3 separate regions of the Mus musculus genome follow, and regions 2 and 3 are each linked to region 1. A link is a contact called in public Hi-C and HiChIP or PLAC-seq data. All regions are on one chromosome and are shown on one strand. Each heading gives the region's core, a stretch centred on a gene start, on an enhancer-like site or on the middle of the called end of the contact. The rest is flanking DNA. Distances are from core to core; before and after follow the strand shown. Region 1 overlaps Maml3 (mastermind like transcriptional coactivator 3). Region 2 overlaps Maml3 (mastermind like transcriptional coactivator 3). Region 3 has its middle 18 kb from the start of Gm30074.

Region 1 (2,700 bases), core at 157-2,656:
CTAATGCACACATGCATGCACTAATGCACACATGCACAGCGTTTTTAAAAAGCGGTGCTTACCTGGAAGGACCCAGGAATCATCTACTTTGACTCCTTCATTTTACAAGTGGGAAAACTGAGTCAAGTCATGGACATTACTTAGCTACTTTTCTGTGTTTGTACTTTTTCTCAATGACATTAGAAGGCCATAAAGAGATGAAACTCTATCTTATATTCTTCAGGATCCCCTGCGATTGTAGTTAACATGGTATGTAAGTGACAGATACTTATTAAGTTCAACTAAATGTAAAAGAAAACTAAATTTTTTTGGTTAGTGCATTTTCTTTTATTTTTTCTTTTTGTTTTTGCTTTTCTTGGTTTGGTTAGGTTTTGGTTTATTGAGAGAGGGCCTCTTTATGTAACAATCTTGTAACTTACTATATTGAACATTCTGGTCTCCAACTCAGAGATCAGCCTGCCTCTGTCTCCCAAGTGCTGGGATTAAAGGCATTCACCACAGTGCCTGGCTGGCTAGTTCATTTTCATAAGAACAGGTATGCCTTTAATACATCAACAACACTTTGAACTCATAAATATTCTGGATGCAGAAAGCCATGGAAAATACTTCTATGTGAATTGGCCTTAGGCTTGTGGAATCTGCTTGTAACTGTGAATAGGAGAATGAAGAATGTCGCTTCTCTAGTCTACCCTTCATAAAAATAATAAAATGATAATTCCGTGTTCGTACATCTGTATCTATTGTTGCTCTTGCTTCAGTAGGATATATCAAAGCAATTGGGATTCAAAATAAATGACATTTCCCCTCCATTTTTGCCCACAAGTGAATGACTCTCATGGCAGGAGTCACCTTTTCCGAGTTGTTTCTTTGGAAAATTAGTAGTTTTGATTCGAGGCACGAACTTGGGATGTTCACAGATGTTGTTGGCCACGCCCCCCCCATTTCTGGAGCTCCAGTTATTGTGTCCTCATAATCTCTGACCCAGCAACACAGCTCTAACTAAGAGGGACGCCCTGTCTCTATCCCAGGAATACTTGCTAAACAAAACAGAGACTTCCAAAAGTCTCTGGTCTAAGACATGAACTTACTACCCCGAACCTTTACAGTTTAGATCCAACCAGACAAATCAATAATACATTTTCCAGTGTTTTAATCCTTGCCAATAAACCGAGCACTGTTTTGAGCTTGGCTCCTGCAATGACCAAAGCCACAGACAGGAGTATGGAAAGTGAATTCCATTTGTCTTGGCTGTGCGTGTTCTGCGGCCAGAGCAAAGCTCCTGGGGTTTGAAATGACTCGTTGGAGGAATCCTGCTTGCTTGGGAACACATGCACTCATAAAGGCCAGTGTGAACGGCCCAGGGTCTGGCCTGATGACTAAGCCAGCTCACTTAGCTGACAGTGGTGTGATTGCAGCAGTTTTAAGAAAGGCAAAATATCCAAAGAGCCAAGTAACTTGACTTACGGTGCACACTAGACTCTTCCTCTGATTAGTCATATGACAGATGAGAACTCGTGGCAACAAATCCTGACGGAAACCGAAAAGGCTGAGTGAATTCATCAGACACAGACTGACTGGAAGATAGTCCAGATAGTGTGTTTATCTGAAAGATAAAATGAAATAGCTTATATTTGGGCTACAGATTCTAGGAAATCTCTTCCCTTTTGTGGCATGTCTATGTCTAAACCCTAGATTCCCCTTGAGAAGTGTCAAAAACTTTGCACGTGTATTTTCATACTTCAGATATAAAGCATGAGTCAAATTTGGTGACCGTGGGGCTTGTTGAACGGACCTATATAGGAAGCAAATCACAGCTGTGAACTGCTAGAAACTGCTTTTTCATGAGGTCTGTAAACTTGTTCCAAAGCCATTTTTGTGATGCGCTAGCTCACAAGCCTTTTGAGCAATGGGCTGGACATCATTTTGTCATAAACCTTAGTGTGTTCTCAGTGTGGCTGCAAGGAAAGGACCATTTTTGTTTGGTTGTTGTTGTTGTTGTTCCCAAATGGATCCCTGGTGCTTGCAGATGTCACAGTTTGTGTATTTGAAGACACCCAAAACAAGCTGCTGAGTTGGCTCAGTGGGTGAAGGGCAACCTTCCACCAAAACCAATGACTTAAGTTGGATCCCTGGAACCTACAAGGTACACAGAGAAAATCGACTCCTACAACACACAATAAATGAATAAATAAATAAAATATAATAAAAAGTCTAAGAACACCTTCCCCCAAAGCCATGCATGGTGATATATACTTGTTATCCTGGGATTAGGGATGGAGGGACAGGCAGATCCCTGGAGATCACTGGCCAGGCATTCTAACTGCTTGGTAAGTTCCAAGCCAGTGAGAGACTCTCAACAAACAAGGCAGGTGGCTTCTAGGGAACAACATTTGAGGTTGACTGCTGGCCTCTTTATACATGTGCACCAATACATGCTAGTGCACACATGCAAGCTATGCAAACAACCCGACAAAAACTCCAAATGTCTGGGATCAAAGGAATTTGCAGCTTTTTCAATGGAGAAATTTGTATTTTAAATTTATAAGCTGCCATGGGTTACCAAATAAACGAGCCAAGCCCACGGCCAATCACCTATTGCCAAAGGGTTGTTCTATTGCTCTTTCCAAGTCAGGGTGACACCATTTTCATGGTGTGATAAAACACATGGCATCTTCATGAGAAATGGCTTCCACAAAGACA
Region 2 (2,700 bases), core at 147-2,646, 150 kb after region 1:
TACTCAAGCCTCAAAAGTGGTGTCGGGATGGGCTAAGACAGAACGTGGTGACTAGGAAAAAGCGTGTCGTGACGTCCTAGGGCTTAGAGGGACACAGCTCATGGGCAGGGAAAAGTGAGGTGGGGTGAAGCTGGGAAATAGTCTGGGGTCACGTCATTTCCAGGATTCTACCCGCTGTGCTAACAGTGAAGAGAGGCCGCTGAAGACTGACAGGCAGGCTGTTCTAGTGCAGTTGTAGTTGCATTTTTGGAAACCTCCATCTGACCACACAGCTGGTGGAGGGGAGTGGGCACGGAGAGAATTATTTGGAAAGAACTTTAGCCCTATAATTTGAAGGCTGAGAGAACGGGGTGAGAAGAAAGAAAGACAGGAGTAAGTGAATGGAATTCAGTACAATAGACACCGCGCCCTGGAGGCCTACAGTAAGGGCCTTGCTGATATTGGAAAATGGACCTTGAAGGAGAGGGATGTATTGGTTGGAGCCTAGGTTCCTGACTTTTAAAATCAGAGTGACATTGATGCCCATAGGCCCTGAGAGAATAGACTGTCAGAGGAACGTCATGGCTGGGGTCTGCCCTAGAGGGATCCTGCAATATCATACACTTGCAAGGAACTAGAAAGAGGGAGACCCGCCCAGGAACTCTAAGGCTACAGAGGGACCACCTCAGCCCTTCCAAGGGTAGAGCGTTAGCGTCTGGGGCGACAAAGCAGTTGAGCGTCCCCCTGTCATTGTGGCTGCTTATAGCCCCGGTCTGGGAAAAGGTAAAGCTTAGGGGAACAGAAACTTGGCCTTTTCCTCATTTTCAGCTTTCCAAACCAAGCAGAGGCGGGCCATTTTCAACAGACACTACTGCCAATTAGAAGAGGCAAAAGACCAGCACAAAGTAGGCTCCCAAGATCTAGCCAGTTGAACTGAACCAAAACCATCCGCTTCCTGGGCCCCGAGAAGGTGCAACATGTCACAGGTCCTCAAGGAGAAAGGGGCTGGCAGGGAGGACCCCTGCATGAGAATTAAGACCTCTGTGACCCCCATCTGTTCCTCCTCTCCTCTCCCTCCTCTCCTGCTGCCATGGAGACCAGTCTGGAATGGCAGTAAGCCTTATGCCCCAGAGAAAACAATACAGTGTTTGAAGAGTGGAAGTTGGCCTCTAAGCACAAGCTCTGTCGCCCATCCCCCACAGCCCAGGATTCTTACAAAAGGCAGCTTTTTCCGCTAGAGGGTCAGAGCTCTGCTGTCCATCGATCTGCGTCCACTTTGTCCCTCGCTACTTCCGACTTGTTCATTTTTGAACTCACACCACACAGCCTGAGTGTCATGGGTCTGTTTAGTCGGAGAGGTGCTGATGTGACCGCGTCCCTTCTGCTCAGTGGCACAGAGCATCCCGCTCCTTTTTGTGTCTTTGAACCGCTGCTGTTGACTCACAGGCTGGAGCGGTTGGGCTGGGCTGAATTAGAAACAATGTAATCAACATCTCTATTTTTATCTCTGCTCTCTCCCCTCCCCACTGACTCACGGTTCTCTGTCTCAGAGCCCGGGATCTTAAAAGACTTGCATTAGATCCAGGGTGAATACGCACAGATGTGGTGTTTCTGCCATTCAAAGCCAGGAGTGGTTTTTCTTTTTCTTTTTTTTTTTTTCCTGATGCACTGGGCCCACACGTCAGTAGTGTTATTTATTGCCGTTCACTGCCATCTTCTTTGTGGCTGTGTTACAGCTCAAGCTGCCTTTCCCTCCTGAGGTCTAAGATAAATTTTGCAGACAAGGGAGGAACCCGGGTCTGATTTCTGAAATGAATCTTCAGAGAAAACTTCAGCACTGAACTAAAACTTTTAACTTTTCCCAGTTAATTCGGGAAGCCTGACCTGGAATCTACAGAAAGCAAAAACTAAATACAATATAGTAGTAGGTCCCCCCCCCCAAAAAAAAACCACCCCAACGATGAAGGATCTTTTTTTCCTGCCTAGACTTCTGCATGTTGATGTGTATTTTTAAATTTTTAATTCTATAGACATAGATATGCTAAGTGCTTGGAATTCTGAAGCCTTAGATTTGAGTCCCAACCTGATATTGCTTGCTATTTATAATCTTCAGCTGACAACTTAATTCCTATTTTTAAGATTTTTTTTGGTTTTATGATTATGTCTGCCTGAATGTATTTATATGCATCACATATGTGCAGGTGCCCACAGAAACCAGAAGAGGGCACTAGATTCCCCTGGAAGTAGATATACAATGATTGTGAGCCGCCCAGTGTGGGTGCTGGGAACCCAAACTGGGAATTCTCCAAAAGAAACACTCCTAACTGCTGAGCCATCTCTACAGTCCAAACATGTCATTTCTCCATGTCTTACTTTTCTGTTTTGTGAAATGGAGTTTGACCTCTCAAACATACGTTATATATCTTATAGAATTGTTCTGAGGATTAAAAAAAAATCTAACGAAAAAGCTTTAAAAATCTAGATTTCGTGAGGACTTTAAAACAAGGGCCAGCACATAACAATCTGTCCAAAAACAAATTAAAAAGTTGGCTATTTTCGTGCCTCAGGCCATATCTACCCGACTTAAGAAAAGTAATTCATCTTTAAAAGAATTTTCATGGGCCAGGGTGGTAGTTCAGTCAGTAAGGTGCTCAGGCATGGTGACCTATTTGGTCCTCACTATTCACATAAAAAGCCAGCCGGGGTGACCTGTGCTGGGAA
Region 3 (2,700 bases), core at 121-2,620, 250 kb before region 1:
CAAAGTCGGGAATCCGAGGGGGCAGTCAAGATGGTCTAAGGAGAAACAGCTGGGGCTCATTGGCCTGTCGCAGACAGGAAGTTAGCACCTCCAGTCTCTGCCCCAGGAGCCACAGTTGGCTTTATCAAACAGGAAGAGACAAGATTAGAATACGGTGGGGCTGAAAAATACAGTCTAGACTGATTGTCCCTGAAGAGTTGTCATCCACACGAGCTTCTGAAAGCCAATTCACAGGAAGGTATCCCAACCCAAGGTGCCAAGTGAGCCCACTGTGCAGGTGTCAGCCACACAGTTGCCATTGGGAAGTAGGAAAACACCAGCTCTGAGCTATGTGGAAGCATGAGTATTGGTCCTGGATGGATGTGACAACTACTGGGGACACTAAGGGTAGGTACCGTCCTTATCTGGCATCAGCCAAGGATGTGGAGATGCAGGATGTGATGTAGAGAGCTACCTCAGTTAGTCTTTGCTTTCAGCAAAATAAGTATCATGTCCCTGGACCTGCAGGTAGTCCACACAGAAGTGAAAGAATTGGGTCTAGTGCATCTGTGGGCAAGGTAAAGCACACCAGGTGGAGGCGCTATGGAGACAGACTCCAAGCTCGCACTTGTAAAGTACCAGGAATCAGAACTGCCTAGGGAAGACAGCCGGATACCAGCAGAACTGGACTTCCTGGTCATGACTGCTGGATCTGACCAAGAGAGTTCTTCGGTTGCTGAATTCCATATTTAAATTTAGCCTGCAAATGAAAAAAAAAAAGCAGCTTTTTACAACTCTAAATAAACTTTCTACTACTGAGAATGGTGATTGAAGCAAAAGTAAAAATAGCTGCTCACACCACGATTTGAGGAAATCTAAATCTGAAACGATCGTGTTTTTTTTTTTTTTTTCCTTATTTGCATGCTACCAAATAAGGACATCGGGGAAGCAATGAGTCACCAAGATTCTAGCATTTACCAGACTGCAACATGAGGGGAACGCATTCCCTAGGATGAGCTCTGTGATTGGCTTTCCCCTCATCCCCGATGTGGACCCTTATACACCTACCTGAAAAAATCGGTCCTGATTTCTTTTCCTAATTCTTATGGCAGTGTTTCAGTGAGTAATATTCATGCTTCAGACTGTCGAACCTGTGGAAATAATGTCCCACATCTGAGGAACAGCTCAACCCTTTCACAGATTTTTCCAACCTCTGTTATCTCGGTCGATCACACTCGATGTGCGCGGAATCTCCAAGGCAGAGCATGCGGCTGTCACCTAGGACATCACTGAACTGTGGATCTTTTTTGCAGAGACGGGTGACTCACCATCCAGGAGGGGGTGGAGGGAGGATGACACAAAGGAAAACGAGATTTAGAGATCTGAGCTCTCTGTTACCGTGTCACATGGTCCCTGCATAAACCAATGTTCTACAAGTGCGGAAGCCCAGCCGAAAGGTTCGGGCACGGCCTGCCCACCCAGTGTTTCCTTCTCCAGCTCTTAGAAGACAGTTTAAAGAGAGCTCCGGAATGTTCTGGTCTTTTGTTTGGAAATTTCGCCTGCTTGTTGACTAGTTGTCTGTGGACCGTGGGGTGGGTCTGTTTGCTTTAAACAGGCTGAACGATGTGTAAGGCATGCCGGCTGCTTTTGTGCCTGGCTTATTTGAAACTGTTTTAGTGTGACACTGGAGGACTTTAAAGGCAACTGTAGCTGTGGTGGGATGTTCTTGCAAGTTGGTACAAGAAAAAAATGTGTCTATTTCTTAGCACATGATCAGTGGTCTGCATCTCCCCTATAATTAATAATAAAAATAATAATAATATCACAGGGTCTTGCAAAGAAATTTGAATTACTGAAGTTTTTTTGGGGGGGAGCCACTTGCCCCCTTTATCAGAAGACTGCCAAACATAGTCCCAAAGATGGAAGACATTCCTTGTTCTTATATCACAGGAGTTCAAACCCTGTATCACAAGAGAAATGGTTTCTGGAGAGTTATGGAGAGCTACAGTCAGTTTTGCATATTATCATAACAAAAAATAACCAATAAAGATACTGCCCCCTTCATTGTATAAAGGAGAAATAAATGAAGGAATTGCCACTGAGCTAGGAAGCCTGTCCGTCCCACCCCCTCAGTTTTCACCCATCTTCCTGCAAGGAAGCTCAATGGCTGCCAGAAAGGAAGAGACCATGGCTGTGAACTGGTCAGGCCAGAGGTTGCTGGGCATCAAAACGGCAAGAGGCAGGTCACAAAGACCAGGATGGGCAAAGCAGATCTTGTCCTGCCTTTATCTCTAATTAGTTGTGTGGCTTTGGATAAGCATTTCACCTCTCTCATCTGTCAAATGACAGGCTGGGACTAAGTTCTCCAATGTCTCCAACAGCTCTGGTAGGATAGCGGTGTGTGTGTGTGTGTGTTGGATTAGATTATTTTATTAAGGATCCATATGAAGGCTGTGAAGAAAAGCTGACTGTTTCTGCAAGCTGCAAAAGAGCAGACTCTGGAGGAGCTATGAAATGATCCACAAGGAATCCCTGCGGTGGGTTGAAAAACTATAGAATTATGGAATTGTGTGTAACACACAATCTGAGTGAGGCTCTCTGAGGCCATACAAAATGGGACACGCTAAAGCAAAGAACCCAGGCTTTTGAAGCCAGCCTATGCCCCTACTCCAGTCTCTCCCCATGATAATGCAGCACCGTGTGCTCACAATTAAATGTCAG

Evidence for each region. A called contact is a pair of places that touch in the nucleus more often than the background predicts. HiChIP or PLAC-seq counts read pairs in DNA pulled down with a chosen protein or histone mark.
Region 2: a Hi-C map of adipose-derived mesenchymal stem cells shows a contact between it and region 1, with 2.9 times the contacts expected there. The contact joins two enhancer-like sites. A contact is called at or near these places in 1 of 15 datasets of contacts at CTCF or cohesin (the NIH/3T3 cell line), 3 of 484 Hi-C or Micro-C datasets (adipose-derived mesenchymal stem cells, nephron progenitors and uterus), 2 of 115 datasets of contacts at active chromatin or transcription factors (fibro-adipogenic progenitors and trophoblast stem cells) and 1 of 9 other capture datasets (embryonic trunk).
Region 3: a contact with region 1 is called in an H3K27ac HiChIP or PLAC-seq map of trophoblast stem cells, with 4 times the contacts expected there. The contact joins two enhancer-like sites. A contact is called at or near these places in 1 of 15 datasets of contacts at CTCF or cohesin (the NIH/3T3 cell line), 9 of 484 Hi-C or Micro-C datasets (the C2C12 cell line, Sertoli cells, bone marrow-derived macrophages and 6 more), 16 of 115 datasets of contacts at active chromatin or transcription factors (bone marrow-derived macrophages, cardiomyocytes, differentiating embryonic stem cells and 11 more) and 1 of 9 other capture datasets (embryonic stem cells).

The regions. Positions count from the first base shown.
Region 1 is chr3:51,942,522-51,945,221 of GRCm38.p6, reverse strand. The region is part of intron 1 of Maml3 (mastermind like transcriptional coactivator 3); the gene reads left to right. Among named protein-coding and RNA genes, the nearest start is that of Maml3, 160 kb to the left of the region's middle. Within about 2 kb of position 1,406, at least 66 of the 459 cell types and tissues checked have an H3K27ac peak or open chromatin away from gene starts, as enhancers often do. A contact at or near this core is called in the C2C12 cell line, the NIH/3T3 cell line, adipose-derived mesenchymal stem cells and 5 more, where this site is marked.
Region 2 is chr3:51,787,652-51,790,351 of GRCm38.p6, reverse strand. All of the region lies in intron 2 of Maml3 (mastermind like transcriptional coactivator 3), which reads left to right. Among named protein-coding and RNA genes, the nearest start is that of Gm46803, 81 kb to the right of the region's middle. RefSeq lists an enhancer at 1-2,500. Within about 2 kb of position 1,396, at least 277 of the 459 cell types and tissues checked have an H3K27ac peak or open chromatin away from gene starts, as enhancers often do. A contact at or near this core is called in the NIH/3T3 cell line, adipose-derived mesenchymal stem cells, fibro-adipogenic progenitors and 2 more, where this site is marked.
Region 3 is chr3:52,196,826-52,199,525 of GRCm38.p6, reverse strand. No RefSeq gene overlaps it. Among named protein-coding and RNA genes, the nearest start is that of Gm30074, 18 kb to the right of the region's middle. Within about 2 kb of position 1,370, at least 216 of the 459 cell types and tissues checked have an H3K27ac peak or open chromatin away from gene starts, as enhancers often do. A contact at or near this core is called in the C2C12 cell line, the NIH/3T3 cell line, fibro-adipogenic progenitors and 4 more, where this site is marked.